Linked DNA regions of Mus musculus: regions 1, 2 and 3 are each linked to region 4. The links are chromatin contacts, called in public Hi-C maps. All regions are on one chromosome and are shown on one strand. The core of a region is the stretch at or near the end of the contact, and the rest is flanking DNA. Distances in the headings are between cores, read along the strand shown.

The links. Hi-C and Micro-C count contacts between places; a contact is called where the count stands out from the background.
Region 1: a contact with region 4 is called in a Hi-C map of rod photoreceptor, with 7 times the contacts expected there. The contact joins the promoter of Mmut here to the promoter of Ppp2r1a in region 4. A contact is called at or near these places in 2 of 484 Hi-C or Micro-C datasets (CD4 T cells and rod photoreceptor).
Region 2: a Hi-C map of uterus shows a contact between it and region 4, with 4 times the contacts expected there. The contact joins the promoter of Gabbr1 here to the promoter of Ppp2r1a in region 4. A contact is called at or near these places in 2 of 39 promoter capture datasets (cranial neural crest and maxillary cranial neural crest) and 1 of 484 Hi-C or Micro-C datasets (uterus).
Region 3: a Hi-C map of uterus shows a contact between it and region 4, with 6 times the contacts expected there. The contact joins the promoter of Trim26 here to the promoter of Ppp2r1a in region 4. A contact is called at or near these places in 1 of 39 promoter capture datasets (maxillary cranial neural crest) and 1 of 484 Hi-C or Micro-C datasets (uterus).

Annotation. Positions count from the first base shown.
Region 1 is chr17:40,933,116-40,936,257 of GRCm38.p6, reverse strand. Mmut (methylmalonyl-Coenzyme A mutase) reads right to left here and starts at 1,573. Exons shown (of 13, transcript NM_008650.3): 1 at 1,479-1,573. It overlaps Cenpq (centromere protein Q), which reads left to right and starts at 1,684. Exons shown (of 9, transcript NM_031863.4): 1 at 1,684-1,875; 2 at 3,043-3,142. The coding sequence starts at 3,079.
Region 2 is chr17:37,044,380-37,047,681 of GRCm38.p6, reverse strand. Gabbr1 (gamma-aminobutyric acid (GABA) B receptor, 1) reads right to left here and starts at 1,716. Exons shown (of 23, transcript NM_019439.3): 1 at 1,393-1,716; 2 at 906-987; 3 at 25-228. The coding sequence starts at 987.
Region 3 is chr17:36,835,887-36,838,915 of GRCm38.p6, reverse strand. Trim26 (tripartite motif-containing 26) reads right to left here and starts at 1,770. Exons shown (of 10, transcript NM_001025599.3): 1 at 1,652-1,770; 2 at 1,344-1,451.
Region 4 is chr17:20,943,749-20,946,724 of GRCm38.p6, reverse strand. It overlaps Ppp2r1a (protein phosphatase 2, regulatory subunit A, alpha), which reads right to left and starts at 1,271. Exons shown (of 15, transcript NM_016891.3): 1 at 1,142-1,271. The coding sequence starts at 1,219.

The DNA of each region.
Region 1 (3,142 bases), core at 324-2,823, about 20 Mb before region 4:
TCAATTACTTGATACTTAAGTATCACACAACCTCAACATGTAGAGCCTTAAGATTTTGTAAAAAAGAAAAAAAGAAAATCAGATACAGATTTCTTTAATACAGCTGCCTAGCCAGGTGCTTTACACAGCATTGGACAGTGGGAGTTTAAAACTCTATTTTTCATATAATTTCTGACCTATCAACTTAGTGAAGCCTTGATGACTATTGAATACTTATTATGGATCACCAAACAAGCCGCATAAGCCACTCATCGCAATACTGTTCTAATTACTTTACAATGTAAACTTTCAAAACAGGAAACGTCTCAGATATGCTAGCCCCTTAAACTGGGTAACATCCATTCTGGGAAGGCTTCTATTGTGAGAGATAGAATAGGAATTCTCTGCTGTTTATTTGCATTAGAGAATCTGAAACATAAACATCCACAGTTAGAATACGTGTGTTACAATATAAACAAACGAATGAATTGAATGGAACTACTATATTCCATATTGAAACTTACTGGAGTATTCATTTATGACAGCACAGAAAAGAAAAAGGAAGCCTTTATTGGACATAAATTACATGATGTATTATGTCTGTGGAAACTAGCACTCTGTGCAATTACTGTTGTTGTGAGCTTTCTCTAAATATTTTGTAATTAATTTGAAAGTTATAGTAACACCTCAGAAGAGCTAGCCCCTCACACTGTTCAATATACATAGGTGGTGACTATACAAGGCAAGAAAATTAACAGCATAAAGGAACTGTTAGCCCAAAGCAACTGTTCTCAACCTGTGGGTCATAACTCCTTGGCAAACCTCCATCTTCAAAAATATTCAATTTACGATTCATAAAAGTGTCAAAATTACAGTTACAATGTAGCAACAAAAATAATTTTATGGTTGGGGGTCACCACTGTACTGAAGGGTCTTGGCATTAAGAGGGTTGAGAACGACTGGCCTAAAAAATAACTAAGCACAAAACTATGTTGGAAGAAAATCAGCAGGCGGTTGAAAATTACACGCATGTGTCACGCTCTCAATGGCAAAACGGAGAAGTTAGGCTATGTGTTTTGTTTTGTTTTTTAAATCAGGTTAGACGCGCCTTTCCTTTTCATCTTTTCCTTCTGTCACCTAACTTTCTGTCTTACTACCTCTAGCAAAAACACCCTAGAAACCACATGAGCTTGTGAACCTCTAACAAGTAACCTCTGCTCTGCGCGTGCGTGGGAAACCAGGGACGCACAGCGACAAGACTAGCACGCTGTTGAAAGGCATTTTGCAGCGGTGACCTCCGAATTCCACCAGCCTGGCGGGAAATGAGAACCCAGTCAGTCACCATCTATATTTCAGGAGCAAGCAGGGGCGGCTTCCTATCACAGAAAATCCGTGAAGAAGAAGGAAAGGACAGCAAGATAGATAGGTGGAGCAGATGAAGCCAATAAGAGAAGAATCCTGCAAGCCTGACGTGCTCCACAGCGCACGGGCTTACTCACAGTGTTTGGGGATCACCCGGACCAAGCCCGGACTTCAGAACCGAACCCAGACGCCGGGGTCACACCCGCTCGCCGCAGGAGCTCGGCAGCCAATCAAATCAGGGGGCGTAGCCAACACCGCCCTCGGATTAGCCAATCCAATCCGGACATTGCGGGCGCGCGTCTGATGACGTAAAGACATACGCTCCGCAGGCCGGCCTTCTCTACACAAGTGTGTTTGCGTTCCTCACTGACGCTTCCGGTTCCCAGATCCTGGAAGTTCTCCGTCTTTTCCGGTTGTTTGGGCGGATTAAGTCAGAAGCGCGCCTTTTGAATCCGTGAAGCAACTGTGAAGAGTCGAGGAAGCGATAAAGCGGCTGACAGATCCAGGGGATAATTTGAGCCTCACGCGTTTGTGGTAAAACTCCGTTTTGTTTTGTTTTGTTTTGTTTTTAAGGGGCAATGTCTAATGTCTGAATAGGTCTCTGCCATTTAGGGCAACTGTTTGAGATAACCCCAGAGTGGAGTGAAAATATTGATCTTCCCTCTCTAGTCCCCCTGACCCTCCCGGTCTTGGTTCCTGAATCTCTGTACCTCGTCCTGGAGCGACGGACAGAGTAGCCCAAGTTCACTCTCGTTAGTGGTTCGCAGATGAACAGCTTAAGTTGAGATAAGTCGGTTTAAACTAGTTTCAGTAAACCGGCCAAGAAAACAACAAGCAAACCGAAGCGGAGCGCCTTTTTCCACTCCTCCCATAAGGATTCGATCTAGTCTGAACGGGCTGATTCATAAAGAAAAAAAAAAAAATGTTCTTTGAGCTGTCACGCCGTCCGACTTTACGCTGGTTTCATTTAAGCACTTTATTTCTCTTCGTCTTGGCTAATTAATCCAAAGATATCCCCACAGCTGCCCACAAGTCATTTGATTGCATTTAGTATATCTCATACATAATAATTGTAGTCATAGCGGTGTCTACCAACCCACTGTTAAGCTATGATTTCCTGTGGATCTGGGAACAGTAAGGAATTTTTATCTTCTATCTTAATTTTTCTTTTCTTTTCTTTCTTTCTTTCTTTCTTTTTTTTTTTTTAAATTAACACAAGTTGAGTGGTCCCAACAGGTAGAAATCATGACCCTGGTTTCGATACTTACAATGTCTGTCTCATGATTCAATGTAGGCGTTTTCTGTATTACATCCTGCCATATATGTTGTTTAGCTTGGTGTTTTGGGGGGATTCCTAAAGGTTGGAGTAGGAGAATCTCCTGCTCTTTTGCCATCTCTTGGAAGACCCTTTTCCTCATTTCTGGGTTGCATTATCCAGCCTTGATATGATGGTTTGTGCCTAGTCTGATTACATCTTATTACCTCATGTTTGGTTGATGTCGCTGGGAGCCCTGTTGTTTTATGAAAGGAAACGCAGAAGCAGTGGTTTGGGGAAAGAAAAGGGACCCATGACTTGAGGAGTGGGAGAGGAAACTATGGTCAGATGTATTGCATGAGAGAAGAATAAATTTTTTAAAAATTTATGTACTCTTTTCAACAAAAATTATATTTATATTATAATTATATTTTTCACCTTTGCAGACTATGTATCGTTGTGATTATACTGTTTAGATGAAAATGTCTGGTAAAGCACGTGCTTCTAGGAAAAAACCTCAACAGGTGAAAAGAAGTTTGAAACAAA
Region 2 (3,302 bases), core at 467-2,966, about 16 Mb before region 4:
TGGGTGGCTTCCCAGGCTACTCACCACAGCGACTGGGTGTGTCCATATCCGTCCAGGAGCCGTTGGCCAGGCACTTGCGCACCTTGGGCCCCACCACCTCGCGTTCGCCCCGGCACACATATTCAATCTCATAGTCCACAGGCAGGAAATTGATGGCCTTCACCTGGTCGCGAGTCAAGCCACGGTACCTGATGCCACCTTCCCAGGGCGGATGTATAATCTGGCAACCTGAGAGGGAATGGGGAGGCACAGGGGAACCGTGGGAGCGGGAAGGCAGCGCGCAGTGGAAGGGGGAAGAGCAGGGCGTGGTCAATGGTGGGGTTGGGGCAGGGGGACAGAAAAGGAGGGGCACACGGGACACACGACTGGAAGCTGGGAGTGGGAACAGTTAAGAACCCCAAGCTGCAGAACCCAGCGTCGTGGGTTAGGGCTAAAGCTGGTGCGAGAGTCCACCGGTTAAGAAGTATAATGGAGACAAATATCTAAGAAGAAATCCTAAGGGCTATAATGTTCGGTGGTTTAAATGAGGGACAGGGCCGAAGGAGAATACCGGTGAGGACCACACAAACCCACTGAACAAGGACCACACAAACCCATCAAAGCAACAAGGTGGACTACGGAAGGGGGGCGCTGTAGTAACGTGGGGCCCGGAAAGGGAGGTGGGGCTGAGATAATTCGGGGTCACAGAAAAACGGTGTAGTGTAGCAACGTGAGGTAGAGGAAATGGGTGCTGGTGGTGATGCGGAGTGACAGAAAGGAGGTCAGGAGTTGTGAAGTGGCTGCGGACCAGGATGCCAGGGATGGGGGCGGGGGGAGGTCCTGCCGCAAGAGTGATGAGGAAAGGAGACGTGCAAGGAAACGAGCTGTGGGGTGGAAGAGGTCCAGGGCGCCGGAGATGGGTGCACCTTCCGAGGTGACGTTGGGGGTCTGAGCCCCGCCAGCGCCCAGGGGGCGGAGGAAGAGAGGCACCAGCAGCAGCAGCAGCATCTGAGGAAAAGGCAACAGTGAGGGCACGGAGGAGCCCGCCGGCCGCGGCCTGGGCCAGCCGACGGACAGGTCTCGCTCCGCGCACCTCACGGGCTCCAACCGCGCGGTTCGGGACGCGAAGGGCGCCCCGCGGAGGAGGCGGGGGCGGAGCCGCACGGGCTGGGGGGGAGAGGAGGAGAGAGCGCCTGTCCCCACCCTCCTCCGGCCTCCCTCGGCCCCCCACCCTCCCGGGACTCCACCTCCTCTCAGCAGCCCCTGTGGCTAGCGCTAGCCCAGCTTACCCACGCTCAGGGGTCCCGCTACCCCATCACTCGCCTCTCGCACCCGAACCCCACGCACCCCCCGGCCCTACCCTACGTCCACCGGCCTCCTTGCCAAGCCCCGGTCGTGGGGCCCCGGTCTTACCTCGGCGGCCGGTCCCGCTCCGCGGCTCTCCCCGGGCCTCAAGGGCCCAGGCCCGGCCGCGGCTCCCCGTTCTCCCTCCCGGTCCTCCAGCTTCCCCTCCCCCTGTTCTTCTTCCACAGGAATCCAGGCTCCAGCCCGGCCGGGGTCTCTCCCCTTCGCGATCGCTACCCGCAAACCCCACCCCCGTCTCTCCTTCCCCGGGGCGACGGCGGCCGCGAGAGCACGGTGCCGGGAGGGAAGGAGGCGGCGCCGGGGACCGGGGAAGCTCTCGGGCGGAGGGAGGAAGGAGGGTGCAGGGGAAGACGGGGCGGGGGGAAGGGAGGGGGAGATCGGAGAGGGCGCCTCCCACAACCCGAGCCCCAGGAGCCGCCCCGGATCCCGGCCCCTCCCTAGACCGCCCACGGCGCGGGAGGGCGTAGAGGTAGGATGGAGGGGAACATAGGCGACCACGCATGCAGGCGGGGGACTAAGAGCTGCCGAGAGACCCGCAGACTAGACTGATGGAGACAGGAGGGGGGGCTGTAGGGGGTTATAGGACCCAAGCCTAAAGCAGAGGAGCTGGCACAAAGACAAGGAGCCTGGATGAAGGTGAAGAAAGGATGTGTTTGTACAAAAGGAAGACAGATCTGGACCTGGCGTAAGGAGGGAAGACGTCATATGCCTGGGGAACAGACCTTGAAGGGGAAGGGAGAATCAAGGGTCAAAAGGGCAGCCGATGGTGGAGGGAGCACTAGGAGAAAAATAGGATAGAAGAGCTAGAACTGGGAGCCCCGGGTGGCTCGTTAGTCCAGCAGTAGGCTACTTGCCAGCTTATGGCGGGGAGCAAGAGATCAGGGGCATCAGAAGAGATACTGAGGTAGATGGAGAAAGGAGAGGGCATAAAGAAAGAAAACCTCTACGTGAGCATGAGCCTGTATTATCAACACTCGGACCAGACCTGCCATTCTTGACTAAGGGTAAACTGGAGGCCCTGACAGAGAAGTCTGACAGCCAAAGCTCCTGCATTGCGATTGTCTGTCCATAACTTGATGGACAGAAAGATGAAAAAGGGAGTGTGGCGGGGGCTGGGGGAGGCACTCCTTTGCTGGCTAGTTCTTCCAGAGAGGTGGGTGGAAAGCAGGTATTATGAGACCCAGGAGAACCAAGGCTCTCAACCTTCAACCCTATGTTAGAACAAGTATTTGTAATGACTCCTAAACCACGAACTAATAATCATAGATTACATCACTTCCCTATGCACGTGACTAAAAAGAACAAAATATTTCCCCATCTATAAGAAGGAGCATAGCAATTTGCTACAACATAAACAGTATTTTAGAGTGAGTGCCGTTTCCCTCGAAGCAGGCAAATGCTTACACCTCTCCTTAGAGTCACAGAAATGAAACTTCTACCAACACACTGATACAGGTGCATAGCCAGTGACTCAACTACCTCCGGCATGTTGCCATCAATGTAGTGACTTCAGGAAATGTTGAGCAACTCTTGGTAGCAAAGTCAAGCTTCCCTAAACTCACACAGAACTGTAATTGCATTCCTAGAAAGTTCGCTGCATATTCAGACCATTAAAAAAAAAAAAAAGACTATTAAGTTCTAGGCTCAGATAATTAAACACAAGTTTTTACCTACATGAATGTCCTGGGGGACTTCTGAAAATCTGGATAAAGAGAGAACTCTTATCTGGCAGGAGGACAGCTTTTACACAGGTTCTACCCATATGTACACCCCCTCTCACAGTTCTAAATACAAAAAAAAAAAAAAAAAAAGCCCCACAAGCTTTTAAATGTTGCCTGGAAAGAGTCTGAGAACCACTGGACTAAATAGTGAGCAAAAGAGAGTAGGAAGGAGTTCTAACCACCAGAAGAGACAGCCACCCTCCTCTGAGTGGCCTGCCCTCTCAATAAGACCAACTG
Region 3 (3,029 bases), core at 521-3,020, about 16 Mb before region 4:
GCACGCCTTTAATCCCAGCACTCAGGAGGCAGAGGCAGGCGGATTTCTGAGTTCGAGGCCAGCCTGGTCTACAGAGGCTTGTTCCTTGCATCAGCACTACTGAAAACCAATTCAGACCTTACGAGGTGTACCACTTTAGGACACTGAGATAGCATCATAGAAGGGGGCTGTGGCATGCTGATGTATCTCTTTCTCCTCTCTTCCTGCCTATTACATGAGTGGTTTTGTTCTTCTGCGCACTGCTCTCTCTGTGCCTGCTGCCTCATGGTAGGCCCAGATCAACAGGTACCAATGGGTCATATGCTGCAACTTCTAAGCCTGTGAACCAAAATCAACCTTTCTCCTCGTGTGTTCATTATCTGAGGTATCCATTACATAAGTGTCTCTGAAAACTCTGAAACCAAATCTAAAAACCAATGCAGTGCAGCAACCTGGGTGAGAATATGGAGGGATAAGGTGAAAAGGAAAAGGTGAATAAATATAGTGTGTGGACTTTGGCCAATAATAATGTGTTATTTGTCAATGAAAGGAAATCAGTTGGGAGTTATAGACACTTCACACACTGTTTTCTCAATTTTTTCTGTAAATGTACAACTGTTCTAAAAAAAATTAAGTGTATTCAAAAGTGTGGGCAGATGCCTGTAATCTCTGTAATCGAAGCACTCGAGGCAGGAGGCTAACCTGGGCTGCCATGGTCAGTTTCAGACCATTTTGGATACATGGAGACACCCTGTCGTTGTCATCACCATCGTCATCATTATCAAATTTAAAAGTTGCAGTTTTAAAGGCATTAATGAAAGCTTTCTTTTAGAAAAATATGGGTTTGTTTGTTTGTTTGTTTTAACTTGGGAGGAATACTCTAGGCATCATGAATCCATCTCACTAACAAGGGGTTCAGGCATGCATGAACGAGCGCATGTCATTCTTCCCTTCTTTGAAACACACACAAATGGTTGTGTTGTCAAAATCTGGAATGTACGGGGAATTGTTAAGTGTCTCCTCCTATTCACTTCCCAAAGTTAAATTCATACATTTCTTTTCTTTTCTTTTTTTTTTTTTTGGGTGGGGGTGGGGGTGGGGGTCAAGACAGGGGCTCTCTTTGTAGCCCTGGTTATCCTAGAATTCATTTAGTCTGTAAACCAGACTGGCCTCTAACTCCCAAGCACTGGGTGTAAAGGCGTGCACCAGTCCACAGCCAGGTTTATACTTTCTTTTCCTAAGCTAATTAGGTAGTAAAATCATCAGTGATAACGAACGCACAGCTCTTGGTACAACTAGCTAAACCAGTTTACTCTGAGGATAAATAAATAAAAAAAAAATAAACAGATACATAAATATAAGACCTGCTTCTGGTCATGCAGGGCTCCAAGCCACCAGGTGGAACGTCATCCGGGTCCCGCTCACTTCTGGCTCTGGGGACTGGAAGAGACTGAAGTAAGTCTGGGTTGGACCTGAGGAGGAAGGAACACGGCGAGCTCAGGGCGAAAGGCCCAAAGGCGAGCCGGGGACGCGGCGCTCACGCGAGCTCGCCGTCCCGCGCGCCCGGGCCTGGTTAGCCCTGCCCAGGGCCCGCGGCCGCCTTCGCTGTCCCCACCCGGGTCGCACGGCGGCCGCTCCTCCGCGTCTCCTCACCAGTGCAAACCGCACTCACCCGCGCCGCTCTCCGGGCCGGGTCACTCCTCTCCCTGGAGCTGCTCCGCGGGGTAGGTCCTGAGCAAGCAGCCGGCACCACAGTCTCCCCGCCCAGCAGTCTCCGGGAGCTCCGGGCCCTCCGCCGAGATTTCTCTGGGACCAGCCCTGGGATTGGCTCTTGCCAAACTCCATCCTCCAATGGGAACTTCAGGATTCTTGACGTCACTGATCACTGGGCAAATCCCCAGGCAGCGGCCAAAGAGGTGAAGCGGCCGGGCCCGAGAAAAGGAAAGTGAAATCGGAAGCGGCCAGTGCGTCACGGTTGTCTTCCAGCTGCTGAGGTCGCGCGAGGCCTCGTGTAGGTTAGGGTGCTGAAGCCCCCATAGCTTTCGAGACCCCATTTCTGATTCCCTGCGGTTAGGGGTGGGCTGGGGTGTCTGCAAGGGCTGGGTTTTAGATGGGGTTTCCTCCTCAGGGCCTGCCTCTAACTAAGATCAGACCAGTCTATCAAGTTTTTCCAAGATCCATCACAAATATCATTTTCGAAGCTCCTGGCTAGGATGAACCATTTTTGACAACTAGCCTTCCTTACACAAGGCAGGTGCTGTTCCTGCTGTACAGAACAAAGTAAACACACATACACATTCCACACTCCACCCCACACCACAGTGATAGTTCAGTGGGTAAAGATGCTTGCCACCAAATCAGATGACTGGCTTTCAAATCCCATATCCCCCACATGATGGGACATGAGAACATCTATTCTGGTTGTCCTCTAAGCTCCACAAGCACATGCACTCTCCACCTACGCTAAATAAATAAATGCAAAACATTTAAAGATCCTGGCGCTAGGGAAACCGAGGCATTAGAGTTCAATACCAGCCTGGGCTACGAAGGGGGAATTTGTTGAAAACTGAGAAAAACTACAGAACCTGCAATATCTGGTACTGAGGCCCTCTACAGGAGCTTTGAGAGCCTCCTGCAGCTCCACAGCCAAGGACTCGACCACGCCCACTAGCCTGAAAGCCCTTTTTGCACACAGCTTTCTGCTCTGCAGGAAATCCACAGTTCCTGCTACTTCCAAAGAAGTAGTCCGAGCTGCAGGAGGGCTCCGAGTCCTAAGTCCTAACATTTCACCAACATATGGGGAGTGCTTTTGAGTTTCCTGTGAGCTGTTGTAGGGGGTGGAGCGGAGTTCTGGATGCCTGTGCTCTGGACTTTGATCTCAGCACACCCTAAAATCACTAGATACCTGCTCTTTCAGTTGATATTGGGGGTGGGAGCTTTGTTTTGTTTTGTTTAGAGACAGAGTCTCACTATGTAGCTCTGGCTGTCCTGGAACTCGCTCTGTAGACCAGGCTGCCCATATTCAGTACCGGTTCTTCCCACTCTGCCTG
Region 4 (2,976 bases), core at 22-2,521:
TCCCATTTAACAGAAGAGAAACACAGACTGCCTGAGTCAATTTGCAAAAATTGCAAGATCCAGGAGTACAAATCCAGTCTTGCCAACAATGGAACCAGAGTCACACATAAATACGTAAGACTTAGAGGATAGGCCCAGGTTCAGGAAGGTGACTGAGTGCAGCATGAACAATTCTATATAAAAGGAAAAGCAGAGGGCTGTAGCACAGTGCCACAATAGCCACACCCCCAAAATAATTGCTAACATTTATAGAGCCTTTACATACAGCCAGTTTCATTTTACTACTTTTCCTCGGCCACCGAGGGAAACCAGGACTATTATTAGCCGCTATTTGTAGAAAACAGAAGCCAGGGGCGATGAAATAATGTGCACACAAGGTCATCCTCAGGTGAGAGGATGCGGCCTTGAGGTCTGACCTCTTTTTCAAATCCAAAGCAGTCCGACAACTCTGGGGTCCTGGCTCATTCTTCTCCCATGAACCAGAACTATCAACTCTCTTGGCAGGCCGGCTTGGGACCAGGTCGGAGAACAGGTGGGTCTGTGCACGTTACCCACCCCAGCTACGGCTAGTTAAATCTCAGGAGAGGATACTTTCACCGCCTCCTTCCTCCTCCTTCAGGAGAGCTAACCCAAAATACAAGGTGGAGGTCGGTGAAGAATGGACAGAAATCTCGGTATCAGTCCCCAATCCCAATATCAGTCCCCACTCCTTCCAGTTAAAACGAAAACATTAAAAGCAATGGGAACTCTACCCGGGTCGCCAGGACCCCTGAGGGTTTCTACTCAGCAGGTCACGCGCCCCCGCCGATTCTCTACAAAGAGCCATTCTGAGTCCGCCGCCAATCACCGACTGGCAGGCGGCAACAAGACCGCCACCCTATCTCGGGCCGCCCAGGCCCAGATCTGGGGCGGCCGCGCGCACTCAGGTAGGACCCTCGAGGCTTGCCCTCCGCTTGGCCGGGCACCCAATGAAGGCTGCCATCTCATCGAACCTTGCTATTAAGAAAGATGAGACCTGAATTCTGATTGGCTGCCGCTGCTTTCCGCCACTCCCGGAGAACCCGGAGCCATCGCTCCCACATTCCGCGAAGATCCCCGTCCCCGATCTCCCCCACACACTCTAACGGAAGGATCCCCGTACCTGAACGTCCTCATTGCGGAGTTCATCTATGAGCACCGCAATAGGATAGAGCGAATCGTCACCGTCGGCAGCTGCCATCTTGGCTCCCTGGCGTTTCTATCAGGCAGCAGCGAGCTCCAGGCGGAATCCGGGATCGGGCGGGGCGGTGCCGGGGAAAGGACGCAAAGCGGACGTGGGGGCGCCCGAGCCGCCCTACAGGGGCCGTCCCGCCGCCATTGCCGCACAAGCTCGCGTCTGTTTGGTCTGAACCAACCAAGTCCCGCCTACTTCTCATTCACCATTGGCCGGACGAATGAGATGTTTTTCCCGAAGGACGAGAGGAACCGGAAGTGAAGTATCTTAGTGACCAAGATTGTGCCCGCCTACGTCGCTGCTAGCAACCACGGGAACAAGCAGGTCTAGCTGCCAATGAGAGTCGAGGGTGGGAGGTGGCTAAGATGGCCCCTTGGGGAGAGGCGGAGAAGACTTAAGCTGGAGTCTTGGGAGCTATGCGTGACGTAATGAAGGACATGCTTGTCTGGTTCTGCTATACCGGTCTCTGTAAAGGAGGGACTCCTAAGTAGGGAGATTTGCCTTGCTTGGTTTCTAGGATGCGGTTCTGGGGCTCTTGGCGTTCAAGGCTTTATTACCCACCCCCCTTACCCGGAAGAAATAGAGCGGCCAGAGCGAGTCTTCATCCTGCCGGGGAGCTTCTAGGTAGCTAGTAAAAAATGAACAAGGTCGAAAGTTTTTTGAGGATGGACCTCTGCCTCATAATGAGCTTGGGCGCTGTGATTCACTTAGAAGGCGAATATAAAACTATCACAATCCTTTCTCCTTAAGGTTGAAAATATGAAAGGGAAGAAGGTGGGCATAGCGGGGTTGTTAGATGCTATCAAGGTTGTTAAAGCGTGGCTATTTCTATACTTGATTTTTGTTTTCTCCTTTCGACTCCCCTCGCCTCTCCCCTCCTCCATCATCCTCCCCCCCACACCTCCATTCCTCCCTTCCCCCTTCTTCCTCTCCAATTAGAGAGAAAATTGAGAAAGCACCCTCACAGAGAGTGGAAATAAACAAACAAACAAACAAACAACCCCCCCCCCCTCACAGAGAGTAGGCGTTCCTAAGTAATGATGCAGATCACATATCTCTGGCCCTGAATAGGAAACACTTGGTCTTGTGATAACGAACAGAAGGCATAGCCATGTGTGAAAGTGCACATGCTTTCAATCATGAAACTCAGGAAGCAAAAACTTGTCATCTTTCTGAGATTGACATCATCTTGGTCTACATAGTGACCTCCGGGCCAGTCAAAGGTCTATGGTGTAACCCTCAAAAGACAGCCATACCATTGCCTCATCCCATAAGAGTTAATCCAAATGGTCTGGCTTAGAAACTTCAGTTTATACGCTACCTCACTAAAAGAGTTTGGCACAATGGTACCATTGTCTATTCTTTGTGAGTGTATTTTCTTTTATGATCTCTCTGGCCATTCTTCAGTTTCTTTCCTTTATATGAACTCTTCTATACTGTACTTTATGTGTTTCTGAAACCAATCAACAGAAAACTGGGGAACTCAGGAGAGGCTATGGAGAGGAATTCCAAACAGTGCCTTCTTGGACCATTTTTGATTTAACAGATCTTTTGGAAAAAACATCCTCTTGCCTGTCTCCTCTCCTTTCAGATATAGTAAAGTTTTCTAGTCTTACTTTGAACTGCCCTAGGTTAAACATTGTAGGAAGCACTGGATTTCTTAACAAGTACAAGAAGAGGGTAAGTTTAATTAATTAGTACTAGGTTGTGATTGGTAATGGGCTTACTGGCATTTCTAATCAATTTATGTGAATTATGAAAAC